Linked DNA regions of Mus musculus: all the other regions are linked to region 1. A link is a contact called in public promoter capture Hi-C data. All regions are on one chromosome and are shown on one strand. The core of a region is the stretch at or near the end of the contact, and the rest is flanking DNA. Distances in the headings are between cores, read along the strand shown. Region 1 holds the start of Mrpl52 (mitochondrial ribosomal protein L52). Region 2 holds the start of Sdr39u1 (short chain dehydrogenase/reductase family 39U, member 1). Region 3 holds the start of Tinf2 (Terf1 (TRF1)-interacting nuclear factor 2).

The links. Promoter capture Hi-C pulls out the DNA fragments that hold promoters and counts their contacts.
Region 2: a promoter capture Hi-C map of hippocampal neurons shows a contact between it and region 1, with 2.8 times the contacts expected there. The contact joins the promoter of Sdr39u1 here to the promoter of Mrpl52 in region 1. A contact is called at or near these places in 2 of 39 promoter capture datasets (hippocampal neurons and pre-B cells).
Region 3: a promoter capture Hi-C map of hippocampal neurons shows a contact between it and region 1, with 2.3 times the contacts expected there. The contact joins the promoter of Tinf2 here to the promoter of Mrpl52 in region 1. A contact is called at or near these places in 2 of 39 promoter capture datasets (hippocampal neurons and pre-B cells).

The regions. Positions count from the first base shown.
Region 1 is chr14:54,424,617-54,429,044 of GRCm38.p6, forward strand. It overlaps Mrpl52 (mitochondrial ribosomal protein L52), which reads left to right and starts at 2,293. Exons shown (of 5, transcript NM_026851.2): 1 at 2,293-2,344; 2 at 2,418-2,475; 3 at 2,555-2,622; 4 at 3,968-4,032. The coding sequence starts at 2,317.
Region 2 is chr14:55,898,010-55,902,437 of GRCm38.p6, forward strand. It overlaps Sdr39u1 (short chain dehydrogenase/reductase family 39U, member 1), which reads right to left and starts at 2,223. Exons shown (of 6, transcript NM_001082975.1): 1 at 2,181-2,223; 2 at 1,805-1,911; 3 at 1,638-1,720; 4 at 1,175-1,296; 5 at 234-377; 6 at 1-3. The coding sequence starts at 2,196. Khnyn (KH and NYN domain containing) reads left to right here. Exons shown (of 8, transcript NM_027143.3): 8 at 1-771.
Region 3 is chr14:55,679,734-55,684,161 of GRCm38.p6, forward strand. Tinf2 (Terf1 (TRF1)-interacting nuclear factor 2) reads right to left here and starts at 2,084. Exons shown (of 9, transcript NM_145705.3): 1 at 1,657-2,084; 2 at 1,492-1,578; 3 at 1,267-1,356; 4 at 1,062-1,169; 5 at 878-974; 6 at 282-723; 7 at 133-197. The coding sequence starts at 1,848. It also overlaps a transcript of Gmpr2 not described here and the pseudogene Gm25887.

The DNA.
Region 1 (4,428 bases), core at 1,043-3,542:
GAAAGAAAGAAAGAAAGAAAGAAAGAAAGAAAGAAAGAAAGAAAGAAAGAAAGAAAGAAAGAAAGAAAGAAAGAAAGAGAGAGAAAGAAAGAAATTTGCCTTAAAATAGGTGAAACTTCCTATTCTTTAGTATCTTATCTATTTGAAACTTTTAGAGGCACACCCTAACTGCTTCCCTTCAGGACACACCCAACTGCATCTGACAGCTTCTGTATTTCGTTAGCAATTAGGTTTTCTAATGTATAATAATCAAATATCCTGTAACAGAGAACTAAGAACTCAAGAGTTTCTAGACCAGTCTGGGTTACAGAGCAAGACCCTGTCTCATAATGGGAAAGGAAAGGCTAGGGAGGAAAGATGGAGGAAATAAAAAAGGGAAAGGAAGGAAAAAGGAGTTCCTCAAAGGCAAAAATAAATACCAAAGAGAATAAAGCAAGCCAGGCATGGTGGTACTAACTGGTAATCCCAGTATTCAAAAGGCTGATTGATGCAGGAGCATTGAGGGCAGCCAGGGCTACCTAGCAGGCACTGGGTCATCCAGAGCTACTTAGCAAGATGCCTATCTCAAAAGAGGTGCTGGGGAGAAAGGAAGCTCTAGCTTATAGGTTGAATATCCTTTATTTGAAATGCTTGGTATTGTTAGCATCACGGGCCTTGATCGGTCTTGTTTCTACTGTCAGCTAAAGAATTAATAGGCAGGAAATCCTCAGATGTGACAGGTAGCAGTGGAGAAATCTCCAACATCGCAAACAGCTCAGACAGAATCAGCAACTGAAGAAAGGCTTTATTGAAGGGTGAAGCAACATATACATGCATCACACACAGAGAAAAGTGCCTTTGCAAAGCCAAGAAGGGGGACTCAGAAGACTGAAAATCTAGTCCTTTTCCAAGGCTGGAGTTTTTAAGTCTCTGAAGTTTTCCTCCCCTAATTTAGGGTTGGTAAATTTAAAGAGAAAAAGGATGGCTGATTGGCCCACAACTGTCTTGGAACATGTACCAATCCAGCCTTGAATTCCTGGAGTCAGTCTATCAGCAGATCTACTGGGAGGGAGAGAAAGCCCACAAGATTCTTTGTTTTATGCTGCCAGGCTTTTGTCTCAGGCTAGGAGGAGAGGAAGAAACCAGACATCGTGGAAATTCATCATTATCTAGTCATGGTCTTTTATCTGTCTGCCTACCAGGGAATCTGTCCAACTCTTGGGCCCTTAATACAGAAATGCCTGATTTGGGAACATTTGAATATATGTTTGTTGGGGATGGACCTGAATTCTAAGCATAAAATTCTTTCATGCTGAATGTTATTTTTGAGTATGCTAAGGATGAATCCACAGTCTAAGCATGCTAGACAAGTATTCCACCACAGCATCATCGCCAGCCCTTAGTGCACCTGATTTTTTTTGACAAAAATTCCGTCATGACTTCGGGTGTGTAATTCTCCATCGTAGCATCATGTTTGGATTCAACAGGTTTGGTTTGGGAGCACTTCAGTTTCCAGGTTTAATCCACTCAAAAAGTATACCTAACTCATGAGAATGTGTGGTTTAAAATTAGAATCAGAGTCACCTTACATCCCTGCATTCGGGAGCAGAGGCAGATGTATCTCAATGAGTTCGATGCCAACCTAGGCTACATACTGAGTACCATAGTTACATGGTGAGACCTTGTTTAAAAAAAAAAAAAAATAATAACTGGCACCAGTACAACTTCCTCAAAAAAATGTTTAACAGTGTCCTCAGATCCGTGCTTCCATACATAGTCTTGCAAATGACATATACTTCCCTTCCCACCACTGGGCTGCACTATTAGTCATGTCTGTGATCATTTGTCTTCCTAGACTCAAATGCCTTATCTGGACTGTTTTTTAGCTACCCCTATAATCTCCTAACCCATTCACCACTTCTTCGACTCCGTTGGATGAGAACCAAATTTTTCCAACTCGTTCTACACTTGATCATATCAGAAAACAAACGTTAAAATGAAGCAGAAGGCTGCACAATGAGGTTCGTTGGATGCGACACTTCTGAGTTACCCTAAATTTCCCAAGTCTGGAGAACGTCCGGGAAAGGACTTGGAAACAGCTGCGAAGGATTCGGTCACAGGTATCTCAACCACCTCGGAGGGTGCAAGATGCACGCGCGGGGCAGTTCCTCCTGTTCAGAACACTCAGCCCACAGCTGACTCCCACTTCCGTACGATAACGCAAGATGGTGGGACCGGCGATTGAAAACCACATTCAAGATGTCGGCTTCCGGTTTTCCCGGCAGCGTCCCGCGTGGCTGCCGGGGCCACGCCCACTTCCGGTTCCCTTGCTCCGGCATGGCTGCCTTAGGGACCTGGCTGTCCAGTGAGTGATTGTGGGGTTGGGGACACGGGAGCCGCGGGGCGACCAGCCCTCTAACTCCCTGCTCTTCCATTAGGTGTCCGGAGATTGCACTGCAGCGTAGTGGCGCGGGCCGGTGGCCAGTGGCGACTCCAGTGAGTGCCGTGCCGGGCGGGGGCGCGGCGGGACCTAGTATCCCGCCGCGTCCTCACCCACACTGTCTCCCCCACCCAGGCAAGGGCTGGCTGCCAACCCTTCCGGCTATGGGCCCCTCACGGAGCTCCCTGACTGGTCCTTCGCGGGTGAGCCTTGATGTCAAGGGTTTTTTGTTTTTGTTTTTTTTCCTCCGAGACCACCGGGGTAAGGGTTGGGGGCGTGTCTGGGAAAATAGTGAACCTTTTACTTGAGTTGGAGGACTGCAGCTCTACCTTTGCCTGACTGTGTAGCCGGGTGTTAGTTCACCCCTGAGGTTTTAGGTTTGGAGAGCTGAGGCAGAGGGATTGCTGTGAGGTTAGTGCTATGTAAGGAATCCTTGATTATCCTGAACTACAGAATGAGACCCTGTGTATCAATCAAGAAATAGTAATTGGCTAAGGAAAGTTAGCTGTCAGGATCGTATCCTGAAGGTATAAGGAAATACTAACGTGGGCTGTTCTGGGCTTGGAAGTATGTATGACTTTTATCCTCTCAGAAGGATAAAACTCTCACATGTGTGGTGAGTGTATTTTGACAATTCGTTTGCAAATGTACAAGGAATTCTTTGAAAAGCTGCTGAAAAGAACACCGAAGATCCCTACAAGTCTGAAATGGCAGACTCAGTACAGAGAAGTCTTTTTCTCTTTAAAAAAAAAAAAAAAAAAAAAACTTATGGACTGAAGGATGCCTTTAAAATGCGGTGCCTGTTCTTCCGGAGGACATGGGTTCGATTCCCAACACCCACAGGGTGACTCACAATTGCTTGTAACTCCAGTTCCAGGGGATCCAATGTCATCTTTTCACTTCCACCTTTACCAGGCACCCACATGGTGCACAGACATACATACAAACACAACACCCAAGCACATAAAAATAAAACTTTAAAAAAAGCAAAATTAAAAGAGAGTAGTGACGCATGCCTGCAATCGGCACTCACGAGGCAGAAGCACTGAGAGCTAGGGGATAGCCTTGGCTACATAGTGAAACCTTGCCTCAAAAATCAAGAGTGAGGGAGAAAAAAAACCCTATATTTCATTATACAATGAGATGAAGTTTAGCAAAGAGACACATTGAGTGAAGGGTTTCTGAAGAGAAAAGTGAGTTCAGCTTGGCAGACGGCCCTAGGTCCATGCTAATGACAGGGTTAAATGATAGGAAGAGCGTGCCTATGAAGTCATTTCGTGATTCTGTTGGACCTCACCTCTGAGGCTAGGTGAGTTTTAGTTGTGGTTGTGAACTGGGATCCTCCTCAGTATTGTTTTTGATGAGCAGAACTGGGCCCTGAACCTACAGCCTCACGCACGCCAGCATCCACCCAACCAACCATAGTCAGGGTGACCTGGAAAAGTGGAGCTAGGGGCTTACTCTTCTCCAATCCCTATCACACCAGTGTTTGGACAGGATCCCCAGACCACATTTAACACTATGCCTTTTGTTTACTTTTGTCTGTAGATGGCCGCCCTGCACCCCCAATGAAAGGCCAACTTCGAAGAAAAGCTCAAAGGGAGAAGCTTGCAGTGAGTAGCTGGGACTCTGCCAAAGGCTGTGTTTATGACTGGAGGAGGAAAATTTAAATCATCATTTATCTTCATTTTCTTTAAGATTGATTTTTACTTTATATACATGTGTTTTGCCTGTATCAATGTATGTTCATCATATGTGTTCGTGGTACCTGTAGTGGTCAGAGGAGGGTGTCAGATCCTCTGGAACTGGAATTACAGATGGTTGTGAGCTCTGGGGTGGCTACTGGGAGTTGAACCCTTGTCCCTTGCAAGAGCAGAGAGCCATCTCTACAGCCCCATAAATTAGAATCTGTTTTAAGTTGTGTTGTACTTGAGCTACTGTTTGGCAGTGCATGGGATAAAATCCAGGGCTTCCTGCCTGCTAGGCAGGCACACCAGCAGCAGCCATTT
Region 2 (4,428 bases), core at 973-3,472, 1.5 Mb after region 1:
CCCCTAAAGTAGAGAGGTGGTACATGGAGGCTGCTTAGCCTTGAAAATTTGCACTACTCTGCTTTCCCTTCTCCCTTATGGTCTTCCCGTGTGCACGTGGAGTGGGCAGCGTTGAGGGCTGTGGGTCTTTTGGGGATTTTTCCCTCTGCTAGCTAAAGTAATAGTGTCCTCTCCCTGCAAGCTCAGCCCAGGAATCGTCCATGTTGCCTGATTCCCAGGCCCTTGGTCCTCACCTGAACGTACCACGACCTGGCGTGTAGACTCTCCAGGAAGCCTGGCTGCTGCTTCCCATTTGGTTACCAGGTTGGAGAAAAAGTCAAAATTCCCTCCTGGGCTGTCTTCATCATACTCCTTAGTCAGGCTTGGCTGGTAGTAAGCTGTCATGGAAGAGCGTTTGTTTGCTCTGGCGGTCCCTGGCCTGCTGGGCCCTTTGTAGTGCAAGGCTCCTTAGCCTCAGTCTCCTCTGCCCTTTGGGTTTCCACAGGAGAAGAAAGAACCATAACTGTTTCCCCCTTGAGCTTCTCTGTGTGTCCATGCCTGAACATCTAGCTTTTGGCTGTCAGGCTGTGTCCAGAGGCCGCTAGCTTGTAGTGGGTAGGGACAGAAACGTAGGTGCTAAGCTGCTTGAACTGGACCATTCTTGACATCTGTGACTTTTTTTTTTTTTGGCAAGTTACTTCTCCGTATGAAAAAAATCTGCATCCTCAGTATGGGAGTAACTGTACCTACCTCATAAAGTTGTAAGGATTAAATAATATGTATATAATAGTATGGTGGCTACTACTCATTTTAATTGTTTGCAATTGTGTGGTCTCAAAGGAGACACAACAAAGGGAGCTCTTCATAAAGAACTGCAGTGCAAAAAAGCAAGGGGTGTGGGAGTGGGGAGATGCCTTCTGTGCGCACTAGGACCCGTACCACACCTCTTTCTCTGAGGGCTCCCAATAAAGGCTCTCTAGCCAAGTACCCCACACCCCCATTCTGCCTTTCCACACCCATAAAGACCAGACTGTGACAGTACAGATCTGGGTCAGGAAGAACCTGCAAGGCTGGAGGCCTAGGCAGTGACCCTGGGAAGGACCTGTGATTCGGGTGCAAGCCCCAAGTGCCTCAACTGCTTGCTCTGTTCTCCCTGGCTCCGTTAATGTAAGAGGCTGGTGATTTGGGAGCGTACCTACACCTGTGACTAGAATCCAAGCCTGAGGTGGGTGCGCAGTTTCGGTGATGGCTTTGGCTAGCAAGTGGGTAGTATCCAAGCGGCTCGTAAGAACCTCTTTTTGGAAGGTTTCATTCCATCTGCAGAGAAAATGAAAGAAAAGGTCAAAAGTGCAGACATGCACCTAGACCATATCCTCCCCACTCATCCGGCTCCCCTCCCAGTAAGTCTGTTGTCCTAAGCCTGTCTTAATGCATAGCTCGGGGTGGCTAAGAAGATAGGACTCTCTCCCCCGGCCCCCAATAGGCATGGGCTATATCTCTTTATCCACAACACTGGGCTTTAGTAGACGCTGATATATAACAGGCTCCAAAGGCTTAAGGGGACACTTGCACAAGTTTATGTCTACCATGCACGGGTCACAGGCATCGACCCTCTCTCCCCCCTGTACAGGTGATAACTGCTTTATGGCCCTGTTGACCTTCGCAGAGGGTTGAGGATATTCTCTCCAGCCAGGTTGATGACAACATCGCAGAGGGGCAGCCCCGACTCACTGAGTTCACTCTGTGGGAGAAAGTACAGTGCCGGCTGGTACTGTCCTTCCCGCGCAAATTGCCCTCCCACCCACCTTCCAGAAGCTCGACCTACCCACGTGATTCGACCCGGGCCAGGCTGTCTGGAGACCAATTTAACTTCGTGGCCCCTGCCTCTCAGCAGCTGGGTTACGGCTGTCCCAATGAATCCCGTCCCGCCACCTGATGGGGGAGCACAAACTGTTTACTCAGCGGGGTGGCGGTAGGTCATCTGCTGGCGGCCCCTTTGGGTGCGGTCCCCATCTGACATCAGGCCTCTCCAACCCACCCCGCGATGCAGAGGTGACAAAAGTCACAGGGTCGCACAGATTCAGCTTTTGGGGCTGGGAAACCAAGGCTAGGTTGCCTGCTTAGGAGACTGCACCCTGTGGGCCTGTTTTCTCAGCTCTCGGCTACAGCCTAAGCCGGCCCGCCACTCTGCCCTCCCTCACCTACAAGCACCCGCATAGCGACAGGGAGCTAGCACGCCTGCGCGAGATTTAAACACCGGACGCGACTACGAGCCTCACCTCACGCGAATCTCAGTACTAGGTGTGCCCCACCCTCCCCCGACCCGGAAGGAGTTATAGTAATAGCGAAGGACCATAAATTTCTCTGGGAAGAGGGGTGGATGACGCAAAAGAGATGGAGGACGAAGTGCAGAAAGGATCCGCTCCTAAAGAACAACTCTAGACCGCGAAGCGCTGGGCGTGGGGAGGGGGCGGGCACTGTGGAATTCTTCTTCATCTTTTCTCACTGTTCTGCCTCCTTCTGTCAGGACTCGAGGGTGTCAGAGTTTCTTCTCCAGTTCATGTGCGCACTCTTGTCCTTGCTTCCGCAGCTAAGGCTCTCACAAGCGTGCATCCCACCCGTGCCCTGCTTCCCAGTTCATCCGTTTCAGGGCCCTCCAGGAACACATAGTTCACCAAGTCTAATGCCCAGTTGTAGATCATTTTGATTGATCGCCCAGCCAAAATTACTGTTCTTTCTCCCTTCCTTTTAGAAATGATAGGCATTTCTCTACCGCTGGTGAAATGAGCCGATTCAAGCCAGACTAGTTTACATTAAAGGCAGGTTTATTGGGAGTTAACTGGCCCCAAGGATTAAGGCCAGGGGACTCACCATGGAGAGGAGTGGGGGAGAGGAGAAAGAGAGAAAGGGCGACCGAGCAGAGAGAGACACGGGGTGGGAGAAGGAGAGATGGGGGAGGGGGTAGGGAGAGAGCACAAAATGTCTGAATTTTATAGGGAAGAGCCTCTTGAGGAAGGGCAGCCAGGCCCCTGGTCTGGAAACTTCAAGGTTGGAGGCAAGGTATGCCAGGTAGGGTCTGAGGGATGATGGGAGAATCTGGAGGCCATGTCTGCTTTGTAAACATGTAAAAATGTAAAATATTTGCCTCAGTCCCTGGGCATAATCCTGGTCTGAAACCAAACAAGAAACGCTGCATTTTTGCCTTGAGTAGAAACCACACTGTCTTCTGGGACTTTAAGAACCAAGTTTGGTGTCTGGTGCATATCCTTTCCCACTGAGGCCAGACAAGGCTGCCAAGCTAGAAAAACATATCCCACACACAGGCAACAGCCTTTGGGATAGCCCCCACTCCAGTTATGTGGGACCCACAGGAAGACCAAGCTGTACATCTGCTACCTATGTGCAGGGAGGACTAGGTCCAGCCCATGTATGTTCTTTGGTGGTAGTTAAGTCTCTGAGAGCCCCAAAGGTCCAGGTTAGTTGATTCGATTGGTCTTCCTGTGAAGTTGCTATCCCCTTAGGGGCTGCAATTCTTCCTCACATTCTTCCATAAGAGTCCCCAGCTCCATCTACTGTTTGGCTGTGGGTGTCTTTATCTGTCTGAGTCATCTGCTGGGTGGAGACTCTCAGAGGACAGCCATGCTAGACTCCTGTCTGCAAGCATAACAGAGTATCAATAGTGTCAGGGATTGGTGCTTGCCCATGGTATGTGTCTCAAGTTGGGCCAGTTACTGATTGGCTGTTCTCTCAATCTCTGCTCCATCCCCAATCTCTACATTTCTTTTTTTTTTTTTTTTTTTTTTTAAAGATTTATTTATTTATTATATGTAAGTACACTGTAGCTGTCTTCAAACACTCCAGAAGAGGGAGTCAGATCTTGTTACGGATGGTTGTGAGCCACCATGTGGTTGCTGGGATTTGAACTCTGGACCTTCGGAAGAGCAGTCGGGTGCTCTTACCCACTGAGCCATCTCACCAGCCCTCTACATTTCTTGTAGACAGGGTAAATTTTGGGTCAAAAGTTTTGTGGGTGGGTTGGTGTCCTTATTGCTCCACCAGAGTTCCTGCCTGGCCATAGCAGGCAGCCTCTCCAGGCTCCATATCCCCAGTGTTCAGGATGCCCCTATTCATTCTTGGGCACCTCCCTTATCCCAGGTTTCTGTTTCTTCCTGAAGATGGCCACTACGTTCCCCCGATTAGTTGCAGATTTCCGTTCATTCTCATGGTCATCGGGCCATCTCCCCTGCCCCTCCCCAACCCAATCCTGAATTTCCCTCTCCTCCCCATTCCCTCTCCCACCAAGTTCCCTCGCTCCATCTGACTTCCATGACCATTCCAATCCCCCTTCCAAATGAGACTCAAGCATCCTTGCTTGTGCCCTCCCTCCTGCCCAGCCTCCTTGGGTCTGTGGGGTGTAGCATGGGCATCCTGTATTTTATGGCTAGTATC
Region 3 (4,428 bases), core at 834-3,333, 1.3 Mb after region 1:
CAATTTCCAGGACAGCCAGGGTTATGTAGAAAAAACCTGTCTCGAAAAAAATAAGCAGAAACAAAACCTAGACCCACTTTTAGGTGAGCACAGGCCTTGGAAAGTCCCAACGCCGTCTGGTCCAAAGCTTACCTGGTTTCTTGACTGTAAGAGGCGGTGATGAGTGTCTTAGAGGATCCACGCAATTCACACTGTTCCTGAGGTGAAGGCAAAGGAAAGGTTGGGTGAAGAAGGGAAGCAGGCAGGGAAAGTATTCCTAAGGAAGGAGAAGAGACCCTTACTCCTGCTCTGCAGCCGGTGAGTCAGGTGGGGTCTCCTCTAATGCCCTTTTCCCCAAAGGCCGAGATGGAGTCTTAGCCTCCTCCGTGCAGACTGGCTCTGTTCCCACAGAAGCTGCTGAGGCCGCACCGGGTTCTTCCCTGCTTTTAGGGTTAGATAAGTCTTGAGCTGGTAAGCCCATGTTCCTAAATGGGAGTAGCATGACTGTGGGCCGCTCTTTATGGCACGCCTTTGCCGATGTCCAATGTGATCGGGATTTTCGCTTTCCCAAAGGGGCCAGATTAAAGCGGTGGCCAGCTAAGTGTTCTGGGTGCTCCAGTGAAGCTGGCTGGTGAGGGCCAAGCTTAGCTTTAGGCAGAGGACTGTGGAATGCTGGCCTGGTTTGCTGATGAGGACTCTCTTCCATGGGCTCTATCAGATTCCCTGAGCCAGAAGTAGAGCTCTCTGAAAGATAAAATAAGATGCCTTATAAAATTAGAACTAGGTTAAAACTCAGGTTTGTGTTACAGGCCCATATAACTTCCATTCGGCTGACTCAGGTTTGGTAGAGCTAAACACTAACCTCCAAATTGCTAGTTATCTCCGCTGATCCTCTTACCTGGAAATGTCCACCCCATGTCCATACCATACTGGTGCAAAGCAACCGAAGAAGTGATGAACGAGCCCGGCTGACTCCAACTTAGAGCATCCTGAAGCTGTGGGCAAGGCGACAGATAGGAAGATCATAGTTCTCGGGGAAGCCACCCAGCCTTCCGCCCTTAAAGTGTTTCTTTCTCAACAACCTCTTGTGCTCTGACTGGAGGCAGTGCTTTCTCTAGCTGACACAAGTATTCAAACAACAGCTTTTCCATGGCAACTAGAAAGGATTCCCCATAGTCTTGTTCTAGTTCCTGTATGTGGGAAAGTGAAGCAGGTCAGATGAATTTTAGAAAACAAAACAAAACAAAACAGGAATCCCATAACATCCTCCAAACCAACCATTCTCACCTGCAGGCTCGAAGGCGGGTCCTCTGACAGGTGCTTCACAAGCAAGCAAAAATTTTCCCGTGCCTCCAAAAGCTTCCTGTCTTCTTTTGTCTGTTGAGGATATTGAAGACAGGAAAATTTGGGTGAGGAGGTGTCGCTAGGACCCAGGGGCAACTTGGTTGCATCAGGCCTGAGTTTGGTCTGCCCAAGATAGCACTCACAGCTTCGGGGTCCAGTGGTACTTACTGTTCTGGACTCTGCTGGGAAGTGATGCTTCAGGGCATTCAGGACCTGGTCCCAGGGTCGCGCCTGCAGGATCAGCTCCACCACCACCTGCACGGTACAGGGCTCAGAACACCTACCCTTTTCCAGCCGATCTTAGTCCCAACCAGACGTCCTTCTCTCTAGTACCTTGGCCTTTAGGCTCATACACAGGCGTTCATGGTGCCGGTAGCAAACCAAGCCGGGGGCAGCAGCGCGCAAGGACTGCAGAAACTCCACCACTTTCGGGAAGTGCTCTACGCGGCGACGGCGGACTACCAGCCAGCTGGCGGCGGCAGCAAACCGCAGAGACGCGGGACCTACCCCTGGAGGTGGGGCCATGGCCCGCGGGCGCCCTTTCCTCCTTTCGTTCAACCCAGGCTTCCCGGACGCTCCCGTAGGCGGAGCCCCGCTTCTCTCATCTGCACCGGAAGGTCGGCGGACCAGCTGGGCCCATTTCGCGGAGCCACGGGAACCCCGCAGTCTCCTCTCAGGCGGTGACTTAAGTGTATCAACCTGTCCAGATCACTAAACTTAAAATGCCGCCACTGAGGGAAACGCAGGAGTACGTCACTTCCGCCTGGGCGCGCGGCTTCCCTCCCCGGAAGAGGCCGCGGAGGGAGCTGTGACGTCACGAGGTCCCCTGCACTGTGAAAGTGACGTACGACCTAGCGTCACTCTCCATCACCCCTGCAAGCTGTAAACCTAGGTGTCTGAATCAGCGTCTGCCAAGCCCTTCCCGGGCCGCCAGCCGCTCCCAGGAAAAATTCTGCCATTCCTCTCGCGAAACAGAAGAGGGCGCTCGCTCGTTTCAAAAAACCAAACACAGGCCTGAGTGGTAACTCCGCCCTCCTGTCCTGACTCGCCGGTGCCTAAACGAATATAGTTTGAAATATCCTAGGGCTAGTCAGGGTTCTCCTGGACAGTAGGATGACAGCCGTTTTATGCTTTTCTGTGCCACATCTTTGCTGTTTCGTGTAGTTTATAATATTTAAGGGCTTCCTTTTCCAAGTTTCTTTTGAGCACTAACTTGATGGAGTCCTTTAGTGGGTTGACTCTTCTTGCTCTCCCCAAGGACAGAACCGGGCACACTGTGTACAGCTTTACTTTGTTGCTTAAATTAATTATCTGCCTTGCCCACCTTGCAGGAATTTTATGAAACCTGCCCATTATTTGAATGGTTTCCTCCATTCCCAGACTCATGGCTCACACTTTGCCTTGGTTCTCCAGATCAGTATTCAGAGCCTTTCCAGACCCAGTACCAAAGTACTACACTGGATGTTAATGTTGAAGTGGGTTTTCTTCATATTTTTTTCTGTCATTTCTGACCTTACCACTTTCATTTTTTCTTTAAAGATTTATTTATTTTATGTATGAGTACACATTACTCTCTTCAGACACACCAGAAGAGGGCATTGGATCCCCACTACAGATGGTTGTGAGCTACCATGTGGTTGCTGGAAATTGAACTCAGGACCTCTGGAAGAGCAGTCGGTGCTCTTAACCGCTGAGCCATCTCTCCAGCCCCACTTTCATTTTTTCTAAAGAATTTTCCCACAGAGTGTGCTGGTGCACACCTCTAAATCCCGGCGTGAGATGGGGTTTTTTTTTTTCCCCCTTGTTTTCAGTACTGTAAATACTTTACTCCCTTGTTGCTTGCATGGTTCTGGGTAGAAGTCCAATCTAGTTACACATTGTTTTTAAAGCTGAGAAATTAATTTCCTTTTTAAAGCTATCATGTATTAATTTAACTCTTTTGATACTTTATTTTTATTTAATGTGGACCAGTGTTTTGTCTGAATGTATGTCTGTGAACCATGTGTGTGGAGTGCCCATGGAGGGCAGGTGAAGATTTAAGTCTCCTGGGATGGAGGTTACAGAGGGGGGGGGGGCATGCACAGGTAAAGACAGAACAAGTAAGAACATGAGAAAGAGCCAGAAGATTAGAAAAGATTGCTAAAGTTAGTTTGAGGTCAAACAGCAATTCAGAGAAGCCAGATTGAATTAGTCAGCTGGGAGAAGAGTTTGAGCCAGAACAGCTGAGTTGAACCAGATGGACAGAAGTCAGAAAGAACTAAAAAGGGGCGAGTTTATTCAGCAATAACTCTGGGGTGGTTTGAATATTCTTGGCCCAGAGAGTAAGTGGCACTATTAGGAGGTGTGCCTTGTTGGAGTAGATGTGGCCTTGTCGGAAGAAGTGTGACACTGTGGTGGGCTTTGAGACTCTTCTCCTAGCTGCCTGGAAGCCAGTCTTCTCCTGTTTGCCTTTGGAACAAGATGTAAAACTCTTGGCTCCTTCTCTAGTACCATGCCTTCCTGGACACTGCCATGCATTCTGCCATGATGATAATGGATTGAGACTCTGAACTTGTAAGCCAACCCTGATTAAAAGTTGTCCCTTATAAGAGTTGCCTTGGTCATGGTGTCTCTTTACAGCAGTGAAAACCTAACTAAGAAAATCTCAGAGGCTGAAAACCTTCCAGGCCTAGATTAGATAGTTTGGAGGCTAGACGCTTCCATACAAGGCCTAGATTAGCAGACAGAGACAGGTAAATAAAAACTACTGTTACACACAGTGAGACTAGAGGATGAAGAAATGTTTGGAGCAATGACTAAGAAGTGTCCCAAAGTAATGATAGATACTACACTTGATCTTAGCCAAAAGGCTGAGAAGCGATTAATGATAGATACTAAACATAGATCCAGAAAACTCAGAATAGCAAGCAGAACAAATACCATCACAAACACAGAGCTGAGTGATACTCAACCTGCACACACACACACACACAATCACAGGCAAAAACAAAAGTGCTGAAACTAGTAGGAAGGAAAGGATGAAATTAGACCAGAGAACACTGTCTAATGGCCTTCAAGGTTAAGGATTAAGTTAAGGGGGGCTGGAGAGATGGCTCAGCAGTTAAA